Regions from separate parts of the Danio rerio genome. Here region 1 is linked to region 2. Evidence: chromatin contacts called from public HiCAR-type data. All regions are on one chromosome and are shown on one strand. The core of a region is the stretch at or near the end of the contact, and the rest is flanking DNA. Distances in the headings are between cores, read along the strand shown.

Region 1 (2,721 bases), core at 176-2,675, 220 kb after region 2:
ATAGTAGTGCAACAGGATTGATTGATTTTTTTGTAAATCAACAATGCTGTGTGTGTAAACCATTTATTAAAACAGTCATTCTTTAAATGACTTTAACAGTCATTATTTAAAACAGCCAATATATGGTCAACCATTTGGTACAGCATGCAGTTAAAGCGTTAATAATTATGAGATGGGGTGTTTTATGATAATTTAATAAAAATGCATACGATTTATATTTTAAATATATTAACAATGCAATAAATAAATCTGACACAAGACCCATGCTACAAAGATAACCAACACCCTTTATTTCTGCATGCTTTAATTGCGCGCATAAAACCATCAAATATGTCAGGGAGCGCGCGCGCGTGACGTATTGAATCTCTGATTTGATTGTTTTGAAAAGTACTGCTCAAAGGAATCGATTCGAGGAAATGAGTCAAATGAAAGCAACAACAATAAGTGGGTGAAATATAACCAGTGCACCACACAGTCCTCAGCCTTCATCTTTGGCCACGCACACGAGTGTAAACAATGACATTTAATCACACATGATAGAGAAAGTATGCGCTAAATAAAACGCTCGTGCTCGCCATACTGTAAACGCGCGACTGCGTACAATGGACGCGTGCTGTTTATGGCTCTGCAAAAAGTCGCTAAACCTAATTTCGCGATATAAAACACAACCGCCGCGTTATTATTTCACAATTCACACATAAAACCCAGTTCAGGGCGATGGTGGGCGAAAGCAGTCGCGTTTAGCGTCAGGAAACACCGTTTTCTAGACAGAATCGCTCCAGAAACGCCCCTTCGTGGTTTTAAAATGGCAGCAGCACATGAGGAGCTCTTATTTCCTTAATTCTCAGCACTTCTTGGATACATTCACCTACAGCTCATGGTTCGGATACACAACAGCAAAGTCTAAAAGCAAAGCAGGGATGATTGTATAACAAAAACAACACGCACACAAAAATATGAATCCCAAACAAACCCACTTCCTTGAATGTAACTTTGATCATAATGCTATATACGCCCATATTTTGCATATCAACAACAGCGAGCGACCATCACACAAGCGGCGGGCTCATCATCATTTTAATGCAGACCCCAAAATCAGAAAGTGAAAGACTGACACTTCATATTTGCATTTGAATAAACAGAAAACAAGTAAACAGCATCTCCAGCGTTTTGCTCCCTCCCCCACTTTTCCTCCCATGCCATTTCTGACGTGCTATTATTATCACTATACAATAATGCAAACACTCAATAAAAGCACACAACTCAAAAAGCGCGTGGTGTAAGGAATAAAAACAAACAAGTAAGACGTATTGTAAACTCACATACCCATCCATTGCACAGAGCAAAACAGAGGCGAGGTGAAATAACAATGCAAGCACAGGGAAATGAAGAAACGGGTGTTGCTGTTACTACAGTTCGACTCCCCAACACAAATTCACTCGCTCAAGCACAAAGGCACGCACACACTTCCTGCTCCTGACGCGAACACACACACACACACACACACACACGTACAGACGCTTCTCTGTACAAAATGGCCTCCCCCTTTCAGCAGACACACCTTTGAAGAGCCGCGTAATATTTTTGTTTTGTTTTAAGCTCTCATATATGTTCATGTATATGTGCTTATTATTACGCAGTGAATTGTGCGCGCGCACCGTTTGCGCGTGCTTTGTTGTGGGATCGTTTGATGTTAGTTTCAGCACTCGTGTAATCTTGTTCCTGGAATATATTTATTAATTAAGCTAATGAAGCCTTTAGAAAAGAGCTTTTAAGAGCTTCGAAGTCGAGACATCTATTTTGTTATTCAGAATAAACTCATCAACGATTATTTGAGTTATTAATTAATGTGACGCGGCGTGTTTTTAAATAACTTAATGTCCATTTTTATAAGCTTGTCGCTCGAAGGCGGTGAAGATTGTATCGTGTGTGTACATGAAGCATGTAAGAACTTGCTTCACTTGTTGGACCGGCTGAACTGCAGTCTTGTGCTTACATAAAATGTTTATGCATGTAGTCGCACATTCATAGGCTACATGTAAACTATTTCAGTGCGGTGAGAAGTTGAAGTAGTCATTTGAACGCAGTGCTTTGACTCAAAGGGTTTTAACTTGAGTCCGGGGGCCCCCATGGGGCCACAAAGGAGTGTTAATGTAGGAGAAATAGAAGTAAACAAAATATAAAATACGTTTTATAAAAAAAATTGCAAAAATATAAATGACAAAATAACCATGTTAACTAATTAAATCTAAGAAAATAAAATATTGTAAAAGATAATAAATCAAACCAGATTAAAATAAATTATATTATAACAAAATACAAAATAAATTCAAATACAAATTTGATTAAAATAATTTGATCAAAATATGTAAACTGTATATATATATATATATATATATATATATATATATATATATATATATATATATATATATATATACATACACAGTTGAAGTCAGAATTATTAGCCCCCTAAATAGACCGCTTGTTTATTTTTTCCCCAATTTCTGTTTAACCAAGAGAAGATTTTTCAACACATTTCTAAACATAATAATTTTAATAACTCATTTCTAATAACCAATTTATTTTATCTTTACCATGATGTCTGTAAAAAATTTTTGAGTAGATATTTTTCAAGACACTTCTATACGGCTTAAAGTGACATTTAAAGGCTTAAATAGGTTAATTAAGTTAACTAGGCAGGTTAGGGGAATTAGGCAA
Region 2 (2,796 bases), core at 71-2,570:
CGAAAAAGAGAAAATATCCAGTGAGCAGCACTTCTGTGGGTACAAATGCCTTATTGATCCCAGAAGTCAGAGGAAAATGGCCAGACTGGTTCCAGCTGATAGTAACTCAAACAATCACACATTACAATAGAAGTATGCAGAAGAGCATCTTTGAACACACAACGTCCTTGAGGCTGATGGACTAGCAAAAGACCACAGCGGGTGCCACTCCTGTCAGCTAAGAACAGGAAACCGAGGCTTCAATTCACACAGGCTCACCAAAATTGGACAGTAGAAGATTGGAAAAACGTTGCTTAGTCTGATGATTCTCTATTACTGCTACGACATTTGAATGGCAGGGCCAAAATTTGGCATGAACAACATGAAAGCATAGATTTATCTTACCCTGTATAAATTGTTTCAGGTTGGTGGTGGTGGTGGTATAATAGTGTGGGGGGTATTTTCTTGGCACACTTTGATCCTATTAGTACAAATTGAGCACCGTGTCAACGCCAAAGCCTACATGAATAATGTTGCTAACCATGTTCATCCCTTTATGACCACAGTGTACCCACCATGTCATAAAGCGAGAATCATCTCAGACTGGTTTCTTGAACATGACAATGAGTTCACTGTACTCAAATGGCCTCCGCAGTCACCAGAACTTAATCCAATAGAGCACCTTTGGGATGTGGTGGAATGGGAGGTTCGCAGCACAGATGTGCAGCTGACAAATCTGCAGCTACTGTGTGATCCTATCTTGTCAATATGAACCAAAATCTCAGAAAATTGTTACCAGCACGTTGTTGAATCTATGCCATGAGAATTAAGGTAGCTCTGAAGGCAAAATGGGGTCCAACCCGGTACTATGAAGGTGTACCTAATAAAGTGGCCGTTGAGTGTAGCGCCAGGCAGCATACAATTAATTTCCATTCCTCTCAATGATTTCATTTACTTCACAGCCTGCAACTGTCAGAAATCAAATCAAAACAAAACAAAAGGCTTCAACAGATATATAAGAAATTGCCTCTGGAATTTAAACAGAACCACTCTTTTTGCCCAATCTATCTAGCTTTAAGATAATTATATAAATATATTCACAGTTTAACACGACTAAAAAAATCTGGAGACATAAATAAAACATTCCTGAAATGTTACAATTGTTTTAACTCCACCCTCACAGCGATCCCATGTTGCAAAGCCCTCCCAGTGGAGTGTGTCATCAGACTCCACCCACTTATGCTATGCGCTGATTCCCCGCAGAGCCGCCCTCTCTCAGTCATCTGAATGTGTGTGTGTGTGTGTGTACTAGAGAGAGAGAGAGAGAAAGAGAGAGAGAGATTAGCTCTTCTTCCTCCAGCATTAGGGCCGAACAGTGAGGTGTCAGCGAGCGCATCCGGACACAGGACAGCAGAAGCAGCTATGGCCCTGCTCGATCTCGCCCTGCAAGGCTTCGCCATCTTCGGCTTCCTCTTATTCCTCGTCCTCTGGCTCATGCACCTCGTGTCCATCATCTACGTGTAAGTGAATGAGGTTTTTCATTGATTTCTGATGCGATGCACTGATCGCGTGCTGGAAATGCAGCGCCGCAGATCTCGAGCTCGTTCATTGTGGGTTTGTCGCGTCGCGTCGTTTTGCTTGCAGTGCAGATTGGGGTGAGCATTTGAGTCTGGCTAACAGGAACACAGGTTTCCTCTTCACGCCCTTTAAAACATATGTACATGTACCAAACTGTTCACGTCGCAAGATGACGGAGGAAGAGCTGTATTAATATTTATTTCAATCATACACACGTTAGCCTTTGGCTAGTCGCATATTAATATCGTTTCTGATCGCTAGCGATGATGGTTAGCTTAGCTGCTGCGCACTGTCTTGTTATTTAATTCTTTAGTTTAAGAAGTCTAATGGGTTTAAAGTCACTCGGGGGGTCATTCCTCAAAGGGTCTGTCATTAAATTTAGCCCAGTGGGAGTCAAAGCTGCTCCTGCTAGCTTCAATGGACAACCGGCTTTTGTAGTTTAAATGGTATATAGTTGTAAATAAAGGAGTTTTGTTTGGGTAAATCGTGGTTTGAAAGTTTGTTGTTAAATAAATTAAATAGTTTACTGTGTATGCTTGTTTATTGTTCGTAATGTTTGTATGTAGCCTAGTATCAACTAGATCTGCCCATCCCATCTGGTTAGCACACATATTTGAACATAAACTAGTCATCAGGTTAATTATTAATGCCATTTTTTGCAGATCATGTATATGTTTTGAAAACATAAATATTTTTTATCTCTGCTTACAAAGGCTTTGTTTATTTGAAGTCTTATCAGAAATGCAATAAAACATAATTATTCTGAAATATTGTTTCTATAAAAAGGTTAAAAATAAATCTATATGAATTAAAACATGAAATTGAATTTTATTCATGTTTTTAAAAACTGAATTCTCTGCAGTCACTAGTTAGTTTCAGTGTTGCATGATCCATAAGTCATGTAAAACAGCTGTGGTATTTTTGCAGATGCTGTGACGTATTACCAAATTTAAAATGCATTTAGTTTATTTAAAAAAAAGAATTATTATTCAATAAACCGACCAGTAGTTCTTGATTATGCTGTTATAGAAGATTTCATTTCGAGTTACATTTAATTTAGTTTTGTTATTTTGTACTATTTATTAATCAAAATTAATTTCAAATATGAAAAAGAAGCAGGTTAAATTTGATCATAAGAAACTAAAAATTGACCATGAAATGTTATAGAGCATAATAAAACTTTAAAATATTTTCTAAAGGGGTGTCACAGTAGCGTGATCACCTCTCAGCAAAAAAGTC

What was found. HiCAR-type assays count read pairs that join an accessible place to other places.
Region 1: a contact with region 2 is called in a HiCAR-type map of caudal fin, with 4 times the contacts expected there. The contact joins the promoter of ptbp3 here to the promoter of ugcg in region 2. A contact is called at or near these places in 2 of 18 Hi-C or Micro-C datasets (caudal fin and an unstated tissue) and 2 of 4 datasets of contacts at active chromatin or transcription factors (caudal fin and embryo).

Annotation. Positions count from the first base shown.
Region 1 is chr10:11,918,005-11,920,725 of GRCz12tu, forward strand. ptbp3 (polypyrimidine tract binding protein 3) reads right to left here and starts at 1,426. Exons shown (of 13, transcript XM_068223913.2): 1 at 1,327-1,426. The coding sequence starts at 1,330.
Region 2 is chr10:11,694,583-11,697,378 of GRCz12tu, forward strand. ugcg (UDP-glucose ceramide glucosyltransferase) reads left to right here and starts at 1,321. Exons shown (of 9, transcript NM_001024207.2): 1 at 1,321-1,499. The coding sequence starts at 1,402.